Linked DNA regions of Oryctolagus cuniculus: region 2 is linked to region 1. A link is a contact called in public Hi-C data. All regions are on one chromosome and are shown on one strand. The core of a region is the stretch at or near the end of the contact, and the rest is flanking DNA. Distances in the headings are between cores, read along the strand shown. Region 1 has its middle 50 kb from the start of NID2. Region 2 holds the start of RTRAF (RNA transcription, translation and transport factor).

The links. Hi-C and Micro-C count contacts between places; a contact is called where the count stands out from the background.
Region 2: a Hi-C map of embryonic fibroblasts shows a contact between it and region 1, with 2.3 times the contacts expected there. The contact joins the promoter of RTRAF here to the enhancer-like site in region 1. A contact is called at or near these places in 3 of 6 Hi-C or Micro-C datasets (embryonic fibroblasts, skin fibroblasts and an unstated tissue).

The regions. Positions count from the first base shown.
Region 1 is chr12:24,147,634-24,153,294 of mOryCun1.1, reverse strand. No RefSeq gene overlaps it. Among named protein-coding and RNA genes, the nearest start is that of NID2, 50 kb to the left of the region's middle. Within about 2 kb of position 4,239, at least 1 of the 8 cell types and tissues checked has an H3K27ac peak or open chromatin away from gene starts, as enhancers often do.
Region 2 is chr12:24,284,825-24,290,706 of mOryCun1.1, reverse strand. It overlaps RTRAF (RNA transcription, translation and transport factor), which reads left to right and starts at 2,593. Exons shown (of 8, transcript XM_002718245.5): 1 at 2,593-3,215; 2 at 4,603-4,727. The coding sequence starts at 3,155.

The DNA.
Region 1 (5,661 bases), core at 2,990-5,489:
TGGATAGAATCCGGCACCCCGACTGGGACTAGAACCCGGTGTGCCGGCGCCGCAAGGTGGAGGATTAGCCTAGTGAGCCACGGCGCCAGCCCCAAATTACCTTTTAATTCCATTTTCCATGAACTTTAAAGGCATAACAGAGAAACTATTTTTGACATGAGTGTGTCTTATTGACCCATTCCCCAGTGACCAAAAATTATTCCTTGGGATACAAATTCCTAACTTCCCACTTAGTCATTAATAAGAAAGAAATTCAAAGAAAATAGTGTCTCTTTCCCTAATGTTCACACCCTCTACTTATGATGACAGCAAAGAGGGTGAATCCACACCAACCTCAGTGGGCACCACAGGGTTGGTTTCTGAGGCCAAAGGCCAGTCTGGCCAGTATTAAAGCTTTCGTTTTGAAATGGTAGAGCAAATACAGTACCCATGGGGTATTGTCTCCTTATCCTCCTTGGATAACAAATTCCATGGGTGCACAAGCCCCTGCTATAAAATGGCAAAGTGTTTGTTTAAAACCCACACACATCATCCCATATACTTCAAATCATCTCTGGACTACTTACAATACCCAATCCAATGTAAATGCTATGCAAATAGGTACTTTCCTGTATTGTTTGGGGAATCATGGGAAGAAGAAAGGTCTGGACATGTTCAACACAGACACAGTTACTCTTTCAAGTGTTCGGTCCATGGTTGGTTGAGTTTGTGAATGCAAAACCCACAGATGTGGAGGACTGACAGTCCAAGCTTCAGCTTCCTCCAAATTCCTCCAGCTAGTTGTGCTTAAAAATCAGATGAAGGGTTTGGTTAAAACAAAGAAAACCAAAGTGGAGGAGATTGGCTTGGAAAGGAATTCTATAGTCCAGACTCAAATGACCCTGCTGGGAAAGATAGGCACACTTAGTGGATTCCACAGCCAGACGTGGTATCAGCCTGGAACAGAAAGGAGCCAGGGCGACAGACAGGGTGTAGACTTCTGGAGCAGCAGCTGCCTGGCAGCCATGGTGGGGACTCTGCCCCTGGGCCAGATTAGATCAGTAACAGGGCAGCAGGTGGCCGATGACCTTAGGAAGGAGTGGTGAGTCCCTACATCCAACAGACCAGCTACCAAAGTGCCTTGCCAAGTGACACATCCTGTCCTCCCCTCAACCCCCGCCCCGAGCACATCACACGGGCAATGCACACCACTTTGCTGGACAGACCTAGCAAACAGACGGGGCAGAGAGTCCACCAGGAAATCTGAACCACAAGCACGAGCCCATGTTCAAGAAACACGAAGCATTTGAGAAAATCAGGCTCCTTGGATGGAGGTGCTGACGTCAAGAACAGAGAACAGAAGGATGCACACATGATACAGCCAAGGTAGTGGAGCCTCAGAACTGTGCTGGGCCTGGTTCCTCGTCCTCATGTTCCCACTTCTCCACTCCTCACTCCAACCCTGACGTGGGGGCTCCCCACGCAGTGAAACATTCTGAAGACATTTAGCTTCCCAAACAAAGATCTATTTTAGGAAAACAACTTGCATTAGGAGAGGCCCACACCTACTTCATTTCCCCATTTCCTCACCTGAACAGGAGCCCTAGCATCCACTCTGAAAATCCTGCACCCTACTCTACCCATCGGTCACATCACTGCCCTCTCTCTCCAGAATTACAGCAACCCCCATGCTGTCTGCACGCACCACCCTTCCCACTGTCCCCCCAGACACTCTGGGCAAAGCGCAGAGTGATTTTCCTAAAACACAAAATCCACTCTGCTGCTCTAAAGGGTTCAAGGTCTGTGAACACAGTTTGCATTCCTCCAAGTGGCTGACGCTGGAGGACCTGGCCCCTGCACCTTTCTCCAGCTCTCTTTGGCCCCTTTATACCCACCCACCCCACCTCCTTCGTTGAGTGACCACCCCCTCCCCCCAGTAACAAACTTCTTTCCCTTGCTCCTGTCTTTTCCAAGCTGTCTTTCCTGCTAGGAACAGTTTTCCCATCCCCCACCCCCTTTTTTTAAAGATTTATTTATTTATTTGAAAGTCAGAGTTACACAGAGAGAGGTGGAGAGGCAAGAAGAGAGAGAGATCTTCCATCCACTGGTTCACTCCCCAGTTGGCTGCAATGGCTGGAGCTGCATCGAACCAAAGCCAGGAGCCAGGAGCTTCTTCCAGGTTTCCCACATGGGTGCAGGGGCCCAAGTATTTGGGCCACCTTGTACTGCTTTCCCAGGCCATAGCAGAGAGCTGGATCGGAAGTGGGGTAGCTGGGACTTGAACCGGCACCCATATGGGATGCTGGCACTGCAGGCGGCAGCAGCTTTACCCCTGGACCACAGTGCTGGCCTCTTCCTGTCGCTTTCACAGGGGCCAACTCCTACTTAGCCTTCAGGCTCTGCTCCGGGAAGCCCTTGCCAGGCCTCCAAAGTCAGCAGAGACCTTGCTCTAGCCCCTGCAGCTCAAGGAGCCTCGCTCGGCATTCCTCTCTCGGCACTGTGGGTTTTCTCTCCCTCGCTAGGGCATGAGCCCAGGAAGGCAGGGCTGTGGCGCTCTTCACGTAGAACGTGAGCCCACATGATGCAACCTTTAGGACCTCAGAGCGGTCTTTACGGGGCCTTGGGTGGTATTCCATGAACAAGCACAGAGCCCAGCAGAGACACAGCCATCCTCCTCCTCCCCAAGAATGGATTTGCATGATTGTGACTTGCAGATTATCTATTCATTCGATAAATTCATTCAGCAAATACTATGGAGGGCCAGAGATAATCCATCCATCAGATCCAGCAAAAAACCAGAAGAGGCCTAATCCTTATCCTCGGAGGGACAGTTTTAGAGAAAATTACGTGGTCTACAGCCTCTTTTTCCCCAGCAGCCATTCTGGGTACCAGCTTGCCATTTGGTGGGAATTCTCCCCAGCTCTCAAGGAGTCCGGCACATACTGGACCTCACGGTTCAGAACCATGTTGCGAGCTTCTGCCATTTCATTTTTAGCTTTAAACTTTTTATCATGGAAGATTTCAAGCATACACAAGAGGAGAGATAATAGGATAATAAATGATTATATTTCTAACACATCAACATGTGGCTACAGCTGTCGCATTTCTACCTCCCACACACTTTCCCTCTGCCCACTAGATTATTTTAAATCAAAACCAGACATCTAGTCATTTCATCCACAAATCCCTTCTGAAAGAAGAGGGCTTTCATATGGACTCGGAAAATTGCAGGGTCATAGGGAGGTGAAGAAGAGACAATATGGCACCCTCAATGGGAATGAAAGTGCAAGAAAAAGTTCTGGCAGGGCATGGAAGCTGTGCACACAGTTAGGGAGAAATTGTCGCAGGAGGAGAGGAACTTGGGCATAGCAGGCAGAAATGACTATAGAGGCTCTCAAGGCCAGCCTGCAGAGCTGGGTTCCTGCAGAGAAGGTTGCGTTAGAGATAAAGTTTTAAGCATGATATGAGTAAATCAATGTCTGGGTGTCATGTTGGGTGAAAGCAGACCCAGAACACCCCAGCAGAAAAAATGAACAGAAGCAGGCACACAAAGGGGCCCATTATTATAATTCACCCTCACAAGGGTCCAGTACACCATGGTGATGGCAGAAATGGCGGGGGCAGGGGTGAAGGATGCGTTTCAAAGACTGCAGGAACAGAGCATGTTTCAAGACTCCACAGAGCGGTTAAGGAAAGAGTCAAAGACAACTACAAGCTGCCGAGTCTGGGGGGCCAGGAAATTAGAGACGGCATTCGCAAAGTCAAAGACGGTGGGAGGGAACTGCTTCGAGAGATTTTACATTTCATTTTCAATTTGATGATGGGACTTGGTAATTATAAATACCCAGTAGTGTGTTGGAGGTGCAGGTTTGGATGTTGAGTGCAAGAAGAGGCTTTACGTGACCCACCTGCAGGTGCGGGTGCAGGTCAGGTGTCTCTGTGAGTTTTACGCATGGAGAATGGAAAAGAAAGAAGAGATGAGGGGAAGAAAAACAGGGGAGAGGACCAGAGAAAAGGAGAAGAGGAGAAGGGAGAGAAGAAGGGACAAGTCAGGAGGAAAAAGATCTATGACTAAGAGAGACAAGAAGGTGGAAGGCCCAGGAGACTCAAAACATCTCAAAAGTCAAAGAGGAGCACCTTCTAAAGAGAGAAGCCTCAGTCGTTAGTGAGACCGGTGGTTGGAAAAGCCACTGAATAAGCATGATGTCATGCACCGTACATTCACAGCACACACAAGGCCACATTCAAGCTGTTGACCTTGAGGGCAGAGCACAAGGCTCATTTATTCCCCAAGCCCTAGCCTCGGAAGAGAAGGAGTAGTCTGTACCGGGAACGCCTCAGTTCCTGAATCAGCTAGTTGTTAGTTGTGTTGTGAAATGGGCTAGTTTTCAGAAGCTGAAAAATCCAGTTCTGCCTATATTCCTCGTAGTAAGTAAATGGCTTGGGAGAAAAGCAGGCCCCTGGTTTGGCACCAGGGATGGAATGACAAAGGCAGGATCCCCCAGTGGAGAAGAATGCACCCAGCTTGGAAGGAGTAAGTTGTGTCCTAACACAAATTGTGATTCAGACACAAGCTGGGTGCCGTTTTTGGTGACTTCAGGGAAAATAAATACAACATAAGACTATGTTCAGCAAACTGAAATTCTATGAAATTATATTTATCATGGGGAAATTTCATCATGGTATGGTAGAGGGTGATGACATTTCAAAATACAATCAGAAGGGACATCTAGGCCAGTGCCACAGCTCAATAGGCTAATCCTCTGCCTGCGGTGCCGGCACACCGGGTTCTAGTCCCGGTCAGGGCGCTGGATTCTGTCCCGGTTGCTCCTCTTCCAGTCCAGCTCTCTGCTGTGGCCAGGGAGTGCAGTGGAGAATGGCCCAAGTGCTTGGGCCCTGCACCCCATGGGAGACCAGGAGAAGCACCTGGCTCCTGCCTTTGGATCAAGCGCGGTGTGCCGGCCGCGGTGGCCATTGGAGGGTGAACCAACAGCAAAGGAAGAGCTTTCTCTCTGTCTCTCTCTCTCACTGTCCACTCTGCCTGTCAAAAAAAAAAAAAAAAAACTTAAAATTTATGAGTTGTCTGCATGTTACCAGAATCATTTTGAAGAGAAGGTTCTAGAAAATTGGTAGTGACAAGATGGAGAGAAATGGAGCCATAAAAAATGGGCAACTCATCAGATTATTTGGCTGGCTTAAATTTTCTTCAGTAATATCCAATTACTTTTATTTTCTTTACCTATGTTTTCCACGATTTTTTTCCCAATGAGTTGAACCTATGCTTATTTAAAGATCGTTGAGATTTCAATTATTCACCAAAAGTTTGTCTTTTCATTTTTGAAAAATGTTAATGATATACTAATTATATATTCTCAAACTAAGACAGAAGTAGAAATAACATAGTGAACCTGTTTGAACAATTAGTTAGCAGTTTACCATTTAAAAATCTATTCTCCTCACTTTTTCCCTCCATCTCTCCGTTCCTTTCTCCCACCATTGGAGCACAGTAAAGCAAATCCACAACACCATATTAATTCACCTGTTAGTACTTCGTGTGTGTCCACTTTTTACTGATAAGACATTTTTTGGGGACTGGGCACTGTGGCACAGCAGGTTAAAGCCCTGGCCTACAGTGCTGGCATCCCATATGGGCATTAGTTTGAGTCCCAGCTGCTCCACTCT
Region 2 (5,882 bases), core at 1,344-3,843, 140 kb before region 1:
TATTTCAGTTGGTTCAGCAGCTTATATAGCCAAGGCAGCCAATCCAGTCGAGGGGCGGTCTATGCCCTAACCAATCACAGCCTGTTGCCAGGCAGTTTCTGAAGCCATCCAATCACAGCCTGTTGTCAGTCAGGCTCTGTTGTCATGTGGTTTCCGAAGCCATCCAATCGCAGCCTGTTGCCAGGCAGTTTCCATTGCCAGCGGCCATCTTGGCATGGCCTTCTCATTCCACCACAATGAAATATTCTTCTTTTGATTTTTTTCCAAACATTTAAAAATATTAAGACCATTCTAATATTGGCACTGAGAGTTTTATCTTAAACTCTCTTCACCCAGATGTCCATGTGGCCAAGTCCCTTACCTCCTTCAAGCCTGACTTCACATTGAGCCATCTCAGTGATGCCTAACCTGACCCCTGAGCTAGAACTGCAACTTGCATCAGCTCCCACTGCCATCTCTCCCTTGTGATTTTCCCATCAGACCTAGCACCTTCTAAAATAGCAGTTTGTTTATTTACTATTGTGTTGTCTGTCTTCCCTTGACAGATGGTGACTTCCCCCAGGCAGGGATTGCCCCGCACAAGTTCACAGATGCCTCTGGAGCTCCTTAAAGACTGCGTGGCATTCAGCCAACTCTGGAACATGCTGCTGAATGGGCCAACCGGTAAGTCGCAGGCCCAGCAATGCCCAGATCAGCCCTGACATCGGAGTGCAGGTCACGTGACAGTTACATACATAGAGGCCGTGGTCTTCGGAAAGGGGATTGTCTAAGATTCAGTTCCCATTGGATACTTCATTCAGGGTGGGCCAAAGGACCTTCAAATGCAGAGGGGAAAAATGGATTTTGAATTTAAAAAATTGAAATTTTTAATGAACCTCACACACTTTTATTTTAAGATTTATTTTATTTATTTAGGAAATGCAGAGTTAAAGAGTGGGGGAGAGGGAGAGAGATCTTCCATCCATTGGTTCAAGCCAGGAGCTTCCTCCGGGTCTCCCACATACGTGCAGGGGCCCAAGCCCTTGGGCCATCTTCAACTGCTTTCCCAAGCCACAGCAGAGAGCTGGATCAGAAGAGGAGCAGCTGGGACACATACTGGTGCCCATATGGGATGCTGGTGCCACAGGCGGATGCTCAACCTTTTACAGCACAGTTGTTTTCATTAGAGGCAATTCCAGAAACCAGTGGCAAGAATATTAGCATGGACAAAAGGGGTCTCTTGGCTTCGGTGTTGCCGAATAACCAGCCTCAAGTGGCAGTGGCTGGGAGGAAAGCTTTATTTACTGGAACACGTCAAGGCGACGGGGAAGGGAGAGCACCCTCGAGAAGCTGGCTTGCTGAGGAGCAGTTGGCCTGGCCTTTCAGAGCAGGGCTTCTCAGCGGACCCGCACCCAGAAGGGAGGAAGGACTCTCCTGCTGCTCAGGCAGCATACTTTCCATACACCGTGACTCAGGCTGATTTCATGTTGCTTTTCTGCACTGACCGGTGGTCTGGCCTCTGAGCAGTGTTGCAAAATAAGCTCCCTGGAGCAGCCCTACAAGCTCAAGCAAGTCAGCTGTTCCCTTCCCTCATACTGCTAATTGCATTATCTGCAATTGCACGCATGTTTTTTTCCTCCCTTAGTTTCCCTTCATTGATGTTTTTTTTTTATTTTCCACTAATATTTCAATACTTACACAGCTAGTATGTGCCTGAGTATAGCTTCATCTTTGACCAGATTTTGTTGGAAGCAAACCACTTGTGAACTCATTTTCTTGATTCATTCCCTAAGTAAGTATACAGTGGCCTTATAATTCGCTTAACACTTTCTAACTCTAGATTATAAGTATTTATTCACACACATATGTTGGTTATTCTGCTTAAACTTCCCGAAAACAGAGTTTACTCATTCCTGTGTCCCATCGATGCGAACATGGTGTCGAGTTAATATCTTGAAATAAAATGAACCATCCAGGGTTGGCTTACCCCCGAGAACTTCAGCATCTCAGCGTAGCTGTCATGAAGCCCTTCTTGATCAGAGCCCTTGCTGGTCCTCAAGGCTTCCGCCCAGCCCCCGTAAGCTGCATCCTCCCCCAGCCAGCTGTCACTCATTGCTTGCCCTTACCCATCTACTGCCCTCAAAGGGAGTTCCTGTTTTGCCAGCAAGGTGAACTCCTCACCAATTTCAAGCTGTGGGTCACACTCAGGTCATCTGCTTAATGTTGTAAACTCCATAAGTAGGGGCCAGCTCTGCCTAGCCCAGTGCGTCCTCCCCAGTGTCTGAAAAGCAGGGAAGGACAGGCTCAGGAAGCTTCGTCAATACAGTAAGAACATTTTATTGGTTCTAGAAGGCAGTGGCACCCGTTAAGAGATACCTAGCCGAAGAGGCTATGGGCAGTTGTGTTTTAGAAAATCATGCTTCTCGCTGTGATTGCAGAAGGCAAGACTGGCCCTCAGAAATCCCTCAGAGTAAGCAGGAGTGACGGGAGCCCGATGTGAGGCGACATCAGTGAGGTTCACGGGGCACAGGAGGATCTGAGTTTGCAGGAAGTGGTGATCCACGCGGTGCTGTGACTGAGGGCACCTAACGATGACTTCCTCGTTCTGACCTCACTCAGCGGCTGGCGAAAGCTGGAATGTGCACACGCTTTTATACTTCTACGTTTCCCTGTGGATCGACCACCAACTAACCTTTGTTTTGCAATGTATTAACAGTGCTACAAGAACACCTCGTATGTGGGAAGAGCAATGCACGCATGAATGAATGCAGCCAAAATCCTAATGGGCAGTTCTGTGATCCAGTGAGCGCTGCTACGTACGACAGCAGCGGACAGCCTACATGTCTCACGCTCTACACGCCGCGGTGGAAAGCCAGAGGAAACTGCCTGGCCGGCTCCTGTCGGCCTTTTGTGCGACTAGGAAGCGGACAATAAAGTTAATTTGAGCGTCGACGTGCCCGGACGTGGCCCCGCCTCCTCACCCGGAGCTCCCATTGGTAGGCGCTTGCCGGCGGCCGCCGTTCTGAAGCTCCGATTGGCCAAGGCCGCCGTCACTCCGTAGCGTCGCCGCGCCCGCCCGCCCTCTCGCCGCGTCGCCGGTGCCTGCGCCGCCTGCTTCTCCTCGCTTCTCTTCTCCCGGCTGAGGCCCGGGGGACCAGAGCGAGAAGCGGGGACCATGTTCCGACGCAAGCTGACGGCTCTGGACTACCACAACCCTTCTGGCTTCAACTGCAAAGGTGAGGCGGCGGCCCGGGGCCGGCGGCGGTCCCTCCCCGAGCGTCCCCACCCTGCCTCCTCACCGGGACCCTCGGCGGCCTTGGCTGCCCCTGGGTGCCCCGGGGCCGCTCCCCGGGCTAAGGAGCCCCCTCTCCCGGCCCTGCCTCGGCGCCGACACTTTCTGCACTTGCTAAACTGCTGCCGCCACCCGGCCTTGGCACACCCAACGGGAGGCTTTCGTTGTTTTCTCACTTAAGCGGGGGTCGTTAGGCTGTACCTGGGGCACCTGCTGGGGGCCCGCGGCGCGCTGGGTTCTGGGGAGGGTGCAGAGGGGGTCACGGGCTGCAGCAGCCGAGCTCCAGGAGTGGGAGGCCCGGCCCAGGGAGCAGCCGCAGAGAGCAGGCGCTGAGGCCCGGGCGGGGCGGGGGGCGCGGGCTCGGGGGGTCGCACGGGGCGTGCACGGAAGTGAAGTAGCCCCTAAGCGGGCAGGCTGCGTCGCGAACACCGGAGTGTTGGGGGATGTTCCTGCGTTGAAGTCTTTACAAAGTCGTGTTCCTGCTGGCCTCCGAGAGGGACCCCCGAGTCCAGCTTGCGGCGCGGCGCTCAGAGCACCGCAGGCGGCCTGCTGAAACCGATTTCCGAGCCGACTACGTGCTGGTTTTTTCCGTCTTGCGTAGAAGCGTAGCAAACGGTAGTGGTGTGTTTTTCCACTTTGCCTTTTACTTAGTGGACAAGGGTCCGTGGCGCTGTAGCTCAAATGTGGGTGTGAACCTTTGCGCCCCAGTTTGCTCGTCTGTGAAATGGGGCTATTACCCGTATCATAAGGGTGTGTTGAAAGGGGGTGGGCTGAAATCGTGTACGAGGTGCCCTTAATGTGGGAGTAACCTTCCGTGATACCTGCTGTCTTCCCTAAGTTTTGTCATTTGATCTGTTATTCCTTATTTCATTTTTCCTTATTAATTCTGTGGCAAAAATTAAGCCTTAAGTAGTCTCGTCTCCCCCTGAAAGGAACCGGAATATTAATAACATTAAAACAGCGCAGCTCTATGCTAGACACTTTGTTCGTCTTCACATAAGCTTCCCGGCGATGCCAGATACGTGCTAATATTATTAGCCCATGGAGTAGGTGGAAGACTCTGGAGCACAGAGACTATAGGTGGTGTCCCCAGATCCGCGTAACCATAGAACCCAGAATCTGAACCCAGGCCGGGACGGGAACAGATGATTGTTACTGTCTGGCTCCCGTCTGTACTTCCGACTCGTACTTCTGTCAGCTCCATGAACTTAGTATCTTGGGGTTGAGAAAAGTCCACGAGACCAGTTATCTGTGGAGGAGGAAGTGTTCTGGGGAATACGTGAAAGTATTCTGGTGAATATTTCTGGTGACTTGGTGACTTTTTGTTGCAGATGAAACAGAATTTAGAAACTTCATCGTTTGGCTTGAAGATCAGAAAATCAGACACTACAAGATTGAAGACAGAGGGAACTTAAGAAACATCCACAGCAGCGACTGGCCCAAGTTCTTTGAAAAGGTAACGAGTCAGGGAAGTAGAAGCAAAGCAGAGCTGCGTGGAAGCAAGCTTGCGATGACTCGTCCTTGGACGACAGTGATCGTCGTTGGAAACGCGGACTTCAGTGGTTCCGGTTTTTTTTAACTGTGTTTCTTTTTTTTAAGATTTTATTTATTTATTTGAGAGGTAGAGTTATAGACAGAGAGAGACAGAAAGCTCTGTCATCCATTGTTTAAATGGCTCCAACGGCCAGAGCTGCGCCGATCCAAAGCCAGGAGCCTCCTCCTGGTCTCCCATGGGGTGCAGGGCCCAAGGACCTGGGCCATCCTCCACTGCACTCTCGGGCCACAGCAGAGAGCTGGACGAGAAGAGGAGCACCCGGGACTAGAACCTGGTGCTCATATAGGATGCCAGCGCTGCAGGTGGAGGCTTAACCTACTATGCCAGCGCACCGGCCCTGTCTGTGTTTCTTTTGATTCTAGAGAGAATGATATCCCTTCCTACCAAGCCTGAATACTACATAGAAATAATTTCCTCTGGAAATATTGTGAAGCTTCTTAAATAGTGATATGTAGTCTTTGATTTAATGGCCAAAATCAGATTTTTTACATTACACTAAAAGTGCAGTAATAATACACTTTTTAAAAAAATTTGACAGGTAGAGTTATAGACAGTGAGACAGAGAGAAAGGCCTTCCATTGGTTCACTCCCCAAATGGCTGCTACGGCCGGAGTTACGCCAATCCGAAGCCAGAGCCAGGAGCTTTCTCCTGGTCTCCCATGCAGGTGCAGGGGCCCAAACACTTGGGCCATCCTCCACTGCACTCCCAGGCCACAGCAGAGAGCTGGACTGGAGGAGGAGCAGCCGGGACTAGAACCCGGCACCCATATGGGATGCTGGTGCCGCAGGTGGAAGATTAACCAAGTGAGCCACGGCGCCAGCCCCCAATACACTTTTACCAAATCTTTTGGAATAACAAAACATTATTGATAAACTTAAAAACTAAGACTGCCGTGTTCATGCTTGTTTTTTGTTTAAGATTTCATTTATTTGAGAGGCAGAGTACAGAGAGAGAGAGACGAGATCTTCTGTTCCCTGGTTCACTTCCCAAATGGCTGCAATGGCCAGAGCTAGTCTGATACAAAGCCGGGAGCTGGGAGCTTCCTCTGGGTTGAC